2 separate regions of the Lactuca sativa genome follow, and region 1 is linked to region 2. A link is a contact called in public Hi-C data. All regions are on one chromosome and are shown on one strand. Each heading gives the region's core, a stretch centred on a gene start, on an enhancer-like site or on the middle of the called end of the contact. The rest is flanking DNA. Distances are from core to core; before and after follow the strand shown.

The links. A called contact is a pair of places that touch in the nucleus more often than the background predicts.
Region 1: a contact with region 2 is called in a Hi-C map of leaf, with 7 times the contacts expected there. The contact joins the promoter of LOC111888246 here to the promoter of LOC111888240 in region 2. A contact is called at or near these places in 2 of 4 Hi-C or Micro-C datasets (both in leaf).

The regions. Positions count from the first base shown.
Region 1 is chr9:219,321,203-219,326,558 of Lsat_Salinas_v11, reverse strand. LOC111888246 (MLO-like protein 4) reads left to right here and starts at 3,743. Exons shown (of 16, transcript XM_023884374.3): 1 at 3,743-3,871. It overlaps LOC111888237, which reads left to right. Exons shown (of 5, transcript XM_023884367.3): 2 at 1-635; 3 at 714-789; 4 at 874-1,000; 5 at 1,254-1,793. The coding sequence ends at 1,465.
Region 2 is chr9:219,170,069-219,175,701 of Lsat_Salinas_v11, reverse strand. It overlaps LOC111888240, which reads left to right and starts at 3,728. Exons shown (of 6, transcript XM_042898189.2): 1 at 3,728-3,868; 2 at 3,985-4,411; 3 at 4,498-4,694; 4 at 4,782-4,880; 5 at 4,954-5,005; 6 at 5,157-5,586. The coding sequence starts at 4,246. The coding sequence ends at 5,287.

The DNA.
Region 1 (5,356 bases), core at 2,494-4,993, 150 kb before region 2:
ACAAGAAACATGGTGTACAATGGAAGACACTCTTTACTCCCCCCTAAATGTCCATTTCCAACCACTCCTCCATCATATTCTGATTACATCTCAAATCCTGCAATTGGACCAAAAGGAATACCAAAGTACAGAGATATCAATTCACATCATCAACGTGCTTCATCTGAAAGCCTTCTAATTGAAGAACAACCTTCTTGGCTTGATGAGCTTCTTAATGAACCAGAAACACCTGTCCAAAGAGGCCATAGACGTTCATCAAGTGACTCTTTTACATATCTGGAAGCAGCCAATTCTGTTAATGTAGAATACGGTGTAAAAGATGAACACAAGATAAGAAACTTAACTTCTGTTCCTTCATGGGGGTCCCACGATTTTGATTTTTATAAAGATGCTAGAAGTGTCCCAAATAATCCTTTGATGAATATGAATCCTAAGTCAAGGGCATGGGATTCACCTTCACCACAAAATGGTCTTCAAAGATCGGTATCATTGGGTGCTTCAAATGAGATTCGTGGGATTGTTTCATCAATTAGGGAAAAACAAGATGGAGGTGAATCAGGCCCACATGATTCATCTGAAGATGCAAACCATGAAAGAAAAGATTCTTCAGAAACTGATACAAAACGTGCCAAACAGTAAGGATATGGTTATATCTGTTTATGCTGTTGAAACTTTTATAAAGTTTGTGGAAATTTATCATCTATTGGATGCAGGCAGTTTGCTCAAAGATCACGGGTGAGGAAGCTTCAGTATATTGCTGAGCTGGAAAGGAATGTACAGGCTTTACAGGTAAGATTAAGATTAGGATTCGAGAAAAAAAAAAGGAAAAAACTTTTGAAGGATTCTTTATTCTTGTGGATGCTGTGATTTCAGGCAGATGGATCTGAGGTGTCAGCTGAGCTGGAATTCTTAAACCAGCAAAGTCTTATTTTGAGCATGGAGAATAAGGCACTGAAACAACGATTGGAGAATTTGGCTCAAGAGCAACTTATTAAGTGTTGTAAGTTTCTATATGCATCAGTTTCCACTTATCTCATTTTTGCTAATTTGGGTAACCAACTATCTTGTTAAAGAGTAAAATAACTACAATTATGAACTTTTTAAATCGTTAAATTTAACGATATAAAATCATGACCATGGAATGTAATGACTCATTCCATTTCCATTTTCCATTCCATTTCAAGATTAACTTATTTAACTTTTTATGTTGAAAATTTCCATATACGAAAACTAAAAATGATTTATTTTTTTAGTGGAGCATGAAGTTTTGGAGAGAGAGCTCGGAAGACTACGGGCCTTGTATCACCACCAACAACAACCACAACCACCACAAAGCCACCACCGGAGAACCGCTAGTCGGGAAAGACTTGATTCCCAATTTGCAAACCTTTCTTTGAAAAATACCGACTCTACTTCTGTTCATAACAACCCTGTTTCTAGCCACCAACAGCCGCCACGTATCTAAAAAATAAAAATAATTATTTTCTAATTTCAGTGGCTTGATTTGGCTTTTGGGGTTTGTGTTTGTGTTTGTGTTTATGATAAAAAAAAATAGCATAATCTTACATGCGCCTGGTAGATGTTCCCTTTGGAAATCGTAAAATTTTTCTGATTAGGAACTCACCGGAGGTGGAAATTTGGGGGAAATGATATAAAAAGTTTCAGTTTCCCATTTGGTGTTGGGTGGATAGTTGTTGTCATCATAGACTTGTTTACTTAATCATGAAATCTCTTTGTAATAAGACTAATAATCTTCTCAATGAAGTTGATGTTGGTTGTTCTCATGGGAAAAATCCATTGCATAAATGTGAAATGGTCTAAATTATGCATATCATCCATCACCATAACCATGTTTTCGTTTTTTTTTGTTGATTATGTTATCGACTTTTGAGTTTGAATGATATCTTGGGTGTTGGTGATGCTTAATGTTCGTTTATAGAGTTTCCACTAGATTTATACAAAGATTTTATAGAGATTTTTGAGACTATTTAACTCAATAAGCACTTTTTGATAAAAGTGTTTATTAGCTTATTTGGTGATAAAAACAAGTTTTAAAAATATGTTTGGATTAGATTATGTGGTGGGAATATGCTATAAGTTGATAAACCATTTAAAAAAAAGTGTTCGGATTTTTTTTAAAAAGTCTTTTTGATGGTGTTAAAAAGTTGTTTTCAAAAACATTTTCTATCTTTCAAACATATTTTGTAAGGTTTTTTTTTTTTTTTTTGGAAAACTAATAAGTCAATAATCATTTTTCAAACTCAATCTCAAACACCTCTCTAATAGAAACCTAAACCTAGAAACAAAAAACTTAATATCATACCGTCAACGATCATCCTCTAAACTTCGTTGTCCTTACCCAACATGGAATCTTCAATGTATCCATGGAAGTTTTCGATTTATTGGTTCCGACATATCATATGTGTAGGAGAAGACAAAGTGTTGTTCTTCTTATGAATGAACATGTGAGTGTTTGTGTTATGTGAAAATCACATCTCATAAGAAGTGATGAACAAATTCATTCAAGAGATTGATTTATTAACTAATAACATTATAAATATAAATAAACGATAAGATTAGATAATATTATTTCATTTTAGAAAATAAAAGAAAACCATATGGACGATGATGGATCATATATGCCACACCATCTGTTTTACCTGTTAAATCGGGAAAACAAATCATGATATATTTTGAAGAAAATATCACGGTGTATCTATTAGATAATATTTAAAGTTCAATGAATTGTCACAAACTAAAAATAGATAATGAAGAAAATGTTTAAAAACCCGACAACTATGATGTTATATTATGACATTAACCCTTTAATAAAACAATTGGATTCATAGTCCTAATTTCCATGTGGTTTTGTTGAAATATGTTGTATAATTAATGCCCAACCATTCACATGAACATAACATAAGTTATCCATACATTAATTAGGGTTTATCGTTTATCAAAGCCTACCTGAAAACAAAAAAGTGTCGTTCTCAACAAGCACGACCTAAATCTTCTTTCTTTCCATACTTTACGATTTTTTTTCTTTTCATCCTATGCTATTTTCTTGTCAACTTAGGCATAAAAAACCCATAACTAATTAACTTTTTCCTCTTTTTTTGAACGACTAAATGGTTATATATTAAAAATCAAAAAATAGCAAGGAGCTAGCACACATTTACAAGGTGTTCAAGGGGATTTGAAGCCAAAAAAATTCAACTAACATTAACCTTTTGGTTCCAATTAGGTATATACTTAAATTGATAGTAGCACAGTTTTTTTGGGTTGCCCTCAAGACTAGCAACCAGACATGATGATTTTGGAGAAAGAGGTTGATTTATTATTTGATTAATAAATTGAAATAAATGATTTATTAATATATTATGAAAATAATACATTAATTAGAAATAATAATATTTAATTAATTTTTAATTAGAAATTAATTGGAATTAGTTTTAGGATTAAAAGAATTAATTACAAGTGTAGGAACTGAAGTGCAATTGTTCAATAGTTGAGCAAGAGGCAATCTAAAACCCTCCATGAAGGCATGGACAGTTTCTTGGAGATTAAGGAGTTCTAGAATGGTCTTTGGTAGATAAACATGAAGGTAGATAACTGCACGATTTGAGAATTTCTTGAATTAGAGTTTATCTAGGGTTTCCTGACTGCACTATATAAACAACCTAAACCCTCTAATTTTTGGCCACTGATTCTCTTGAAGAGCTAGCAAAAAATTTGAAGCCTCTCTCCTCCTTCTCAATCATTCTCTATTGCTAGTGTTGGGTGTGAACCACTAGAGGCGTGACATTTGTGACGTTTGCTCTCAAGGCTTCAACACAAGTATTTGGATTGTTATTACTACATAACAATCAAGGTATAATTACTTTAACCCTTATTTTGTGTATTTTGAATATATGCTAGTAGCTAGGGTTTTTCTATTTTGTTGTTCAAGTTATATGTTAAATTAGAGAAAACATAGATCAACTTTTATAGGGTTGCATGCACACATAGGGTTAAATGTTTTGCATAATACCCATCAAAACCAAAGGTATAAACTAATAATCAACAATAAAATAGAAAACCAACTCTCAAAGCACCCAATATGTCGCCATCATAATAGTAATCAATGCATTCTTCTTAACCAAGGGCATATGTAGAGTCCAACATCTAAAACACCCAAATGCATAGTGAAAGAAAGCTCCAACATACTAAATATGGCATTCCAAGTCCTCACAACGATCACATTAACCAAATAAGTGAAGTAAATATTCTGACTGCAACGAACACTCAAGACAAAGAACCATAGGAATATCAATGCCTTCTCGACAAAGTTCATTATGAAAGGAAGTCGATTTAAACAAAGACGCCAAAAGAAGATATTCACATTTCAAGGGACGTATTTTATTCCATCTCATTTCGCCATTGTCGTCCAATTTGTTTTTTTGTGTCTTTAACAGTGAACTTACCTTTTCATTTTTTTTTCATAAAGTTAATAATTACAGTGATATAATTAGTTGTTACTTAATTTAGATATTAATCCCTCCAACACTTATCAAAGTTTTAATGGGATTTTGTTTAAAAAAACATCACAATTTCTTGAAACATCATATTACAAGGCTATTGTCATACCTTGTAAATTTTGTGGGGTTCTTGATTATATTCATCGTCATGCCTTTGGAATTGGTCAAGCTACACCATAAGCTTGTGATTGTTACTAATTGTATGTAATTATACATAAATAAACCTTTTAAGTAAAAATAACTCATAAAATTATGTGAGTGTTAAATGGTGGTTGTGAATCATATCTTGGTGGTTGATGGTCTAGTTAGTTGGTTTTGAACTTTTAATGGATAATGGAGCATTGAGATGGCCATAAGGTTACAGGGTGTAAGCGACACGTCTATGGCGTGATGTTAAGATAGAACATCATCACGGTGTAAACACTGCCCCTCTCAACCATGACGCTGAGGTGAAGTCGAGCATCATGACCCCTTTACAACTGACCACGACTGCTTCTTTTTCTCTCATCTCTTCTTCTCTCCTCCTCCATTTTCTCTTATTGTGATGACCACACCCTCATGTTGTAGTGTGAAGATGGTGTTGAGGTGGAAGAGGGTGGCTGAGGGGTGGCGTGATGATCAAACCCGCCAACCTAAGGTCTAAATGAATGGTGTGGCATGTAGATGTAAGATGAATGATGTGGAATATGGTAAAAGTAATGAAGCATTGAAAAAAAATCTATCTCAAAACAACGTTCTAAGATATGGCAATGACACTATTGTCACGCCAACGTCATATAAATAAATGAACACGTCACCTTCAACCTGTAAAAAAAAGAAGTATAATGGACAAAAAAAAA
Region 2 (5,633 bases), core at 2,479-4,978:
CCATCTGTATTCACAGTTTTAAAAACGTTCCAAGATCATTTACTATCATTAATTAAACACTCAAAGATGATAATGGTACATCCCTTATCCCCAAATAAGTTTGTGCACTGAAACTTCAAAGGTCGAGTAGGAAGTTATAAATCACCAACGACCCTCTTTCAAATATCAAATCAATCTAAATCGTCTTTTCAAATACTAGCCCATGGAAATGACTGGTTGCAGTGCGCATGATGGACATGATCATCTTGTCAAATTGTTGTTGATTGGCGACTCTGGTGTAGGCAAGTCTAGCTTAGTCTCACGATTCACCAGGGGGAAGTTCAGACCCGACCCAAAACCCACAAGTACAAACAACATTGTTGCTAGACATGTATGTGTTGATGGAAAGGTCTTCAAGGTTCAGATTGTGGATATTCCTGGGATTAATAGTAGTTACAGTGATATTTCTACAGAAGTGCTAAGCACAAACGGAGCACTCATTGTTTACGATGTTATGAGTCTTTCCACCTTTGAAAACGCTGAAAAGTGGTATAAGGAGTTACAAATTGCAAATGGGGAAATTGAGGTGATGCTCATTGGGAATAAATCTGATCTAGTGAATGACTTTGTCAGTACTACTTGTACAGATGCTGGAAAGGAACTTGCAGAGAGGGAATCACTTGGCTTCATTGAAACATCTGCCAAGGACAATAAAAATGTGGAAAAAGCTTTTGTTGAAGTGGTTACACTCATCTTTGAAAAGCTTATCGAAAATGATACCATGGATGCAATCAATGCACATGCTTTTCCTGAAATGTCTTCCGAAGGTTTGAAAGAAAATGTATTTTAGCTAGATTTCTTATATATTTACATATATTGTTGATTGGTAAGTAAGTTTTGCATGGCAGCTCGTATGTCCAGATATAGTGGGAAAAATGAGCCAGCCCATTATATGTTGAAGATCGAATCTTTCTCACTTCTTTCTGAAGCTAAAACCATTAAGTTTGAATCTGATGTTTTTGAAGCTGCTGGCTACAAATGGTCAGCTTTCAATATCCTAAATATTCAACTATTCTCAACTATTTTATGTTCATATGCAACTTTTTTATAACTTTTAGGAGGCTAGAATTGTACCCAAATGGAAATGAGGAAAGTTGGGGCAATCACATTTCAATATATATATGTGGCAATATGTAATGCAGAAAGTCTCCCAAAGGGATGGGAAGTGTGGGTTGATGGAAAATTTTGTGTTTATGATCATATACACCACAATTATATAACCTTCCAAGGTAAAATCGTCGACGCCTTGATTGATGTTATTAACGTGGTTACATATAAAAGCATGAACCTGACAACCTTCGTGTTAATCCATGTGTTTAAAGATGTTGATGGGAAGAGGACAAGGTTTCATGAGAAGAAGACCAGATGGGGATTTAATAGACTCTTATCACTGGCTTCTTTTACTGATGCTAGAAATGGTTTTTTCTTTCTTGATTCTTGTGTGTTTGGAGTTGAGGTTTTTGATGTTCCAAAGTTCGCAGCAAACGATCAATGTTTATCGATGATAAAACCTCCGGCAGTCGTTAACACTCATACTTGGACAATTGAAAAGTTTTCAGAAATAAGTGAGAATCTATTGTACTCGGATTACTTTAAAATTGGGAAAGTTCATTGGTAAGTTAATCATACATTCTTGCCATGCATTGGGGTTTTGGTTAGATATCAATATATTGTACATGTAGAAAGACTTAAACGTAATGCTTCAAGCTGGTTGATTTCAGGAAGATAAAACTCTATCCTAAAGGACAAGGAGAAGGAAAGGGCACAAATCTTTCAATTTTTCTCCAAGTACATAATTCTGAATTGCTTCCGGATGGGTGGACTGCTTATGCAAAATAGAAGATTCGTGTAAAGAATCAAGGTGGGGATGTTGATCAAGAGAGAGGTAATATCTGATATATTCGAAGGCCTGAGATTCCTTTCACCTAGATTATTTATCACCTCTTGATGTTTTGTATTCCGGTTCTGTTTTGCAGAAGCTGAACGCTGGTTTTGCAAGTCATCCGCTTCTTGGGGTTATCCGAGTTTCATGTTGTTAAGTGAAGTTGGTGACCCAGAAAAAGGCTTCGTGTTGGATGACGTTCTTATTGTTGAAGCAAAGATTTCAGTTGTTGGCATTCTAAAAAATTTTAATTGAAACAAGGAATCTTGAATTTTGACGACTTCTTACTTCGAAATGTGTGATTAATTGTTGTTTTGATTAAAAAAACGTAAACGTATTTAAAAGAAAAATATATTATAAGCTAATAACATTGATTGATCAACAAACTTTAAGTTAATAGATTCTAACTAGTTTTCTTTTTCATCATGCCCAAAACGTTCCCCAATGATCTTGACTAAATTTGCTTGAAGTTGACGCAATAAGCAGGCGTCATGTACATCTGATGTGTTTAATTAAAGATATTGTCAAAAAAAATAAATACTTGAATCAAATATTGGTTTAATTGAATGAAAATTGAGAGCTTGGAACACATTGAAGTTTTGCAAAGTTTGGGAGAACTTGTGCAATTTGAAAGTTGTTAGAAATTTTGGGTTTGTTTTGTGTTGCCACAGCCCCAGCCCAGCCCACATGTGACCATTTTGTGAATACAACATGTGTCCATATGAAATCTGTCATTTAACTTATACAAATAATTTCAAAATAAGGATGTCCAAAGACACCCTCCCTTTATAGGCTAATTATGAATGTGTCTGTCCCATTAGAACCCATGTTTGTCTATAAATAATAATTCCTTGCACGCATAAAATTTCAAGAGAGCGGTCATTCTGAGGTTGAGAGCATATACTTTATAGTAGTTAGTAAGCAATATTTATTCTTTTGTTTTGAGAGCTCAAGTGAGGTGTAACCTTTGTGTGTGATTGTAATTTTTCTTAGAAGTTTAATAAATTTTTCTCTAGTTAGTATGTGGACGTATGTCACTTTGACCAAACCACGTTAAACAATGTGTTCAGTTTTTAATTTTAGTTTTCAAAAGTTTTATTCCGCAAGTTTCACTGAAGTTCATTTATCATTTGTCTAAATTGCTTAACTTGTTTTGTTGTTCACTCAACAAAAATATATTTAAGGGGCACACTTTATTCTTCGCACATGATCTTAAAGTCAACGGACGGATAACCATAAGTGCATATAGGAAAAGCTTTCACTAAACTTGTCATTTGGTGAGAACAATTGTAGGACAAGGCTTGCAGTTAAGACCACATCATGGATATGTATATCAAAGTTTGCGATGTATGTTAATTTAGTATTTTTCAATGTTCACATGCTTAATTGTTGACATGTGAAAGTTTCATAGCGTTGTTGGAAAATTGGTAAGCACCTATATGTATCAACATTCTTGTAGATCAGTAGATGTAGTAAGTGAATTTTTGTGTTTGTCCATGTAAGACCTTGTAGAATCTATGAACTCCATATATGCTTGAATATAATATCTCTTGTTGGCTATTTTTATCAAACTACAACCCAGAATTCCTTGTTGAATCGAATCTTTGTTGATACATAATTCTTGTGTGGTAAGCTGAAATGAAATTGCTTGTCATTAATAAGTAAATTTGTGAGTATTCAAACTAGTTGATAAAAAATTGTTTTGTCTTGTTGAAGTTGTATATTTTTCTTGAAATTGTAAAAAAAATGGTTTAATATATTGTTTTCTTTTGTTAAATACTTTTCTAAATTTGTTTATCCAGAAGTATTTAACAGAAAACAATGGGCATGAAAATGTAAAACACGCGGTTTCAGAATGAATAGCATGGCGGGACCCAACAAATCGAAGGACTCGAGGGAAGACGACCATGAAATAATCAAAATCGAAAGGATCCGTCCAATTTCTCTGTAATTGCCGTCTTTTTCATTCCAACAACCTCAGCTTCATCTCCAGTTTTTGATTTTTTTTTTCTGTTCAATTTTTTCACAACAAAAAAAAAATGATCAGAAACCCTAATTTCCAGGTGAGGAAGAGGAAGTGGACGACGGTTTTGTTTCTGCTAAGAAAGAGGAAAAGAAAGAATGAAGAATCTCACCAAGACGGCGTTAAACATCCTAAAATTGTTGAGATTTTTGACGGAAATGAAGGAGATGATGATCATCATCATGAAAATGATCATTATCGCTCCGATGGGTCTGATGCTGATGAGAGAGACGAAAACCCTAGAGATAATTCCGATGAAAAAATTGAAGGTTTTGAACAGGAAAACCCTAGTTTAGATCTGATGCAGGAGGATGAACAAGAAAACTCAAAGTCTGCGTTATTGATTGTTTCCGAGAGGAAGAAGCATGGTGGAGATACAGATACTCCTCCCGACGATGATTGCTGTCCAATCTGCTTCGATGATTTCTCAATTGCCTGTAAAACAAACTGTGGACACTGGTTTTGTGGTAATTCTTTCTACATCATTTCTTTCTTTCTTTCTTCTTCTTCCCCATCAATGGTTTTTCAAGGGTTTATTGATTCACATATACAGCAAATTGCATACTCCAATTCTGGACATACAGAACAGCTCTTCAAAAATGCAATTGCCCAATTTGTGCACGACCCATTACCGAGTTGACACCAGAGGCATCTTTACTGATTATCCATGAAGTTGAAGTCATCGAAGCTCTAAAAAATGTTCAAAGGTATAACCGCCTTTTCCAGGGTGGTTTTAGTGGTGTCATATGGGTAGGTTTGTTTACATAATAATACACCATTATCACTTTCTTTTAAATTTCTTTTTTGATTTTTTGTTTTCCTTTTGGCAATTGGCAGAAAGTTTTTGAGGTTCCTGATGTATTTAGAAGAATGTTATCTGGTTTGATGGATCCAGATAGATTCAGAGGAAACTACTATGCAATGCGTATCTTTGCTGTAAGTTAATCATATAAATCAGTATTTTTTATGGGCTTAAAAATTAATGGACATTTTTTTTTCATGATTGCAGTTGTTGATGTCCTGCATTTATAATATGAGTTCCTTTGACTTCATTCCAACAGGTTTGTTTCACTACACCATATTGTTGTGTACTACATTCATATAAATAGCAACAAACTTTACCACATTAGGTTGCTATTTCTTGCAATTTATTGTATAATGAGAGGAATGATATGAATTGAGAAATAATATATGTATTTTTTTTTTTTGCAGGGACTATAGGGGTAAGGAGGTTGTTTGATATTTGTGCTATAGCACTAGTTGTAATCCTGTGTTTGATTGGCATATGCCATAGATTGGTGCTTAGAAGACGTGTTAGGCAACTTGCAGCTACTCAATTATAAGAGATATGAGTCAAAATTCACCAATGAAGGGAGAGGTTATATTAGACTTTTTCTCATTTTGCTTTTATAGTTTGTATTGTAAAGTTGTGGGCATTGGGTAAAGTTGTTGTACATTGTGTATTATATATAATATGAAGGAAGGCTACTTAATCGATTAGGATAAAACATCACATGGTAATCACCTGTCCAATCATAAGAAGTTTAGCTTTGAATATAATTTGGATTATAGTTAGTTCTTCAATTGTACATTAATGGATTTGAGGTTTGATTACCGGAATGTATATGCATGTTTTATGTTATGTCTTTTGATTGTACCGTGTTTTGTGTGCATTGTAGTTAACCCTTG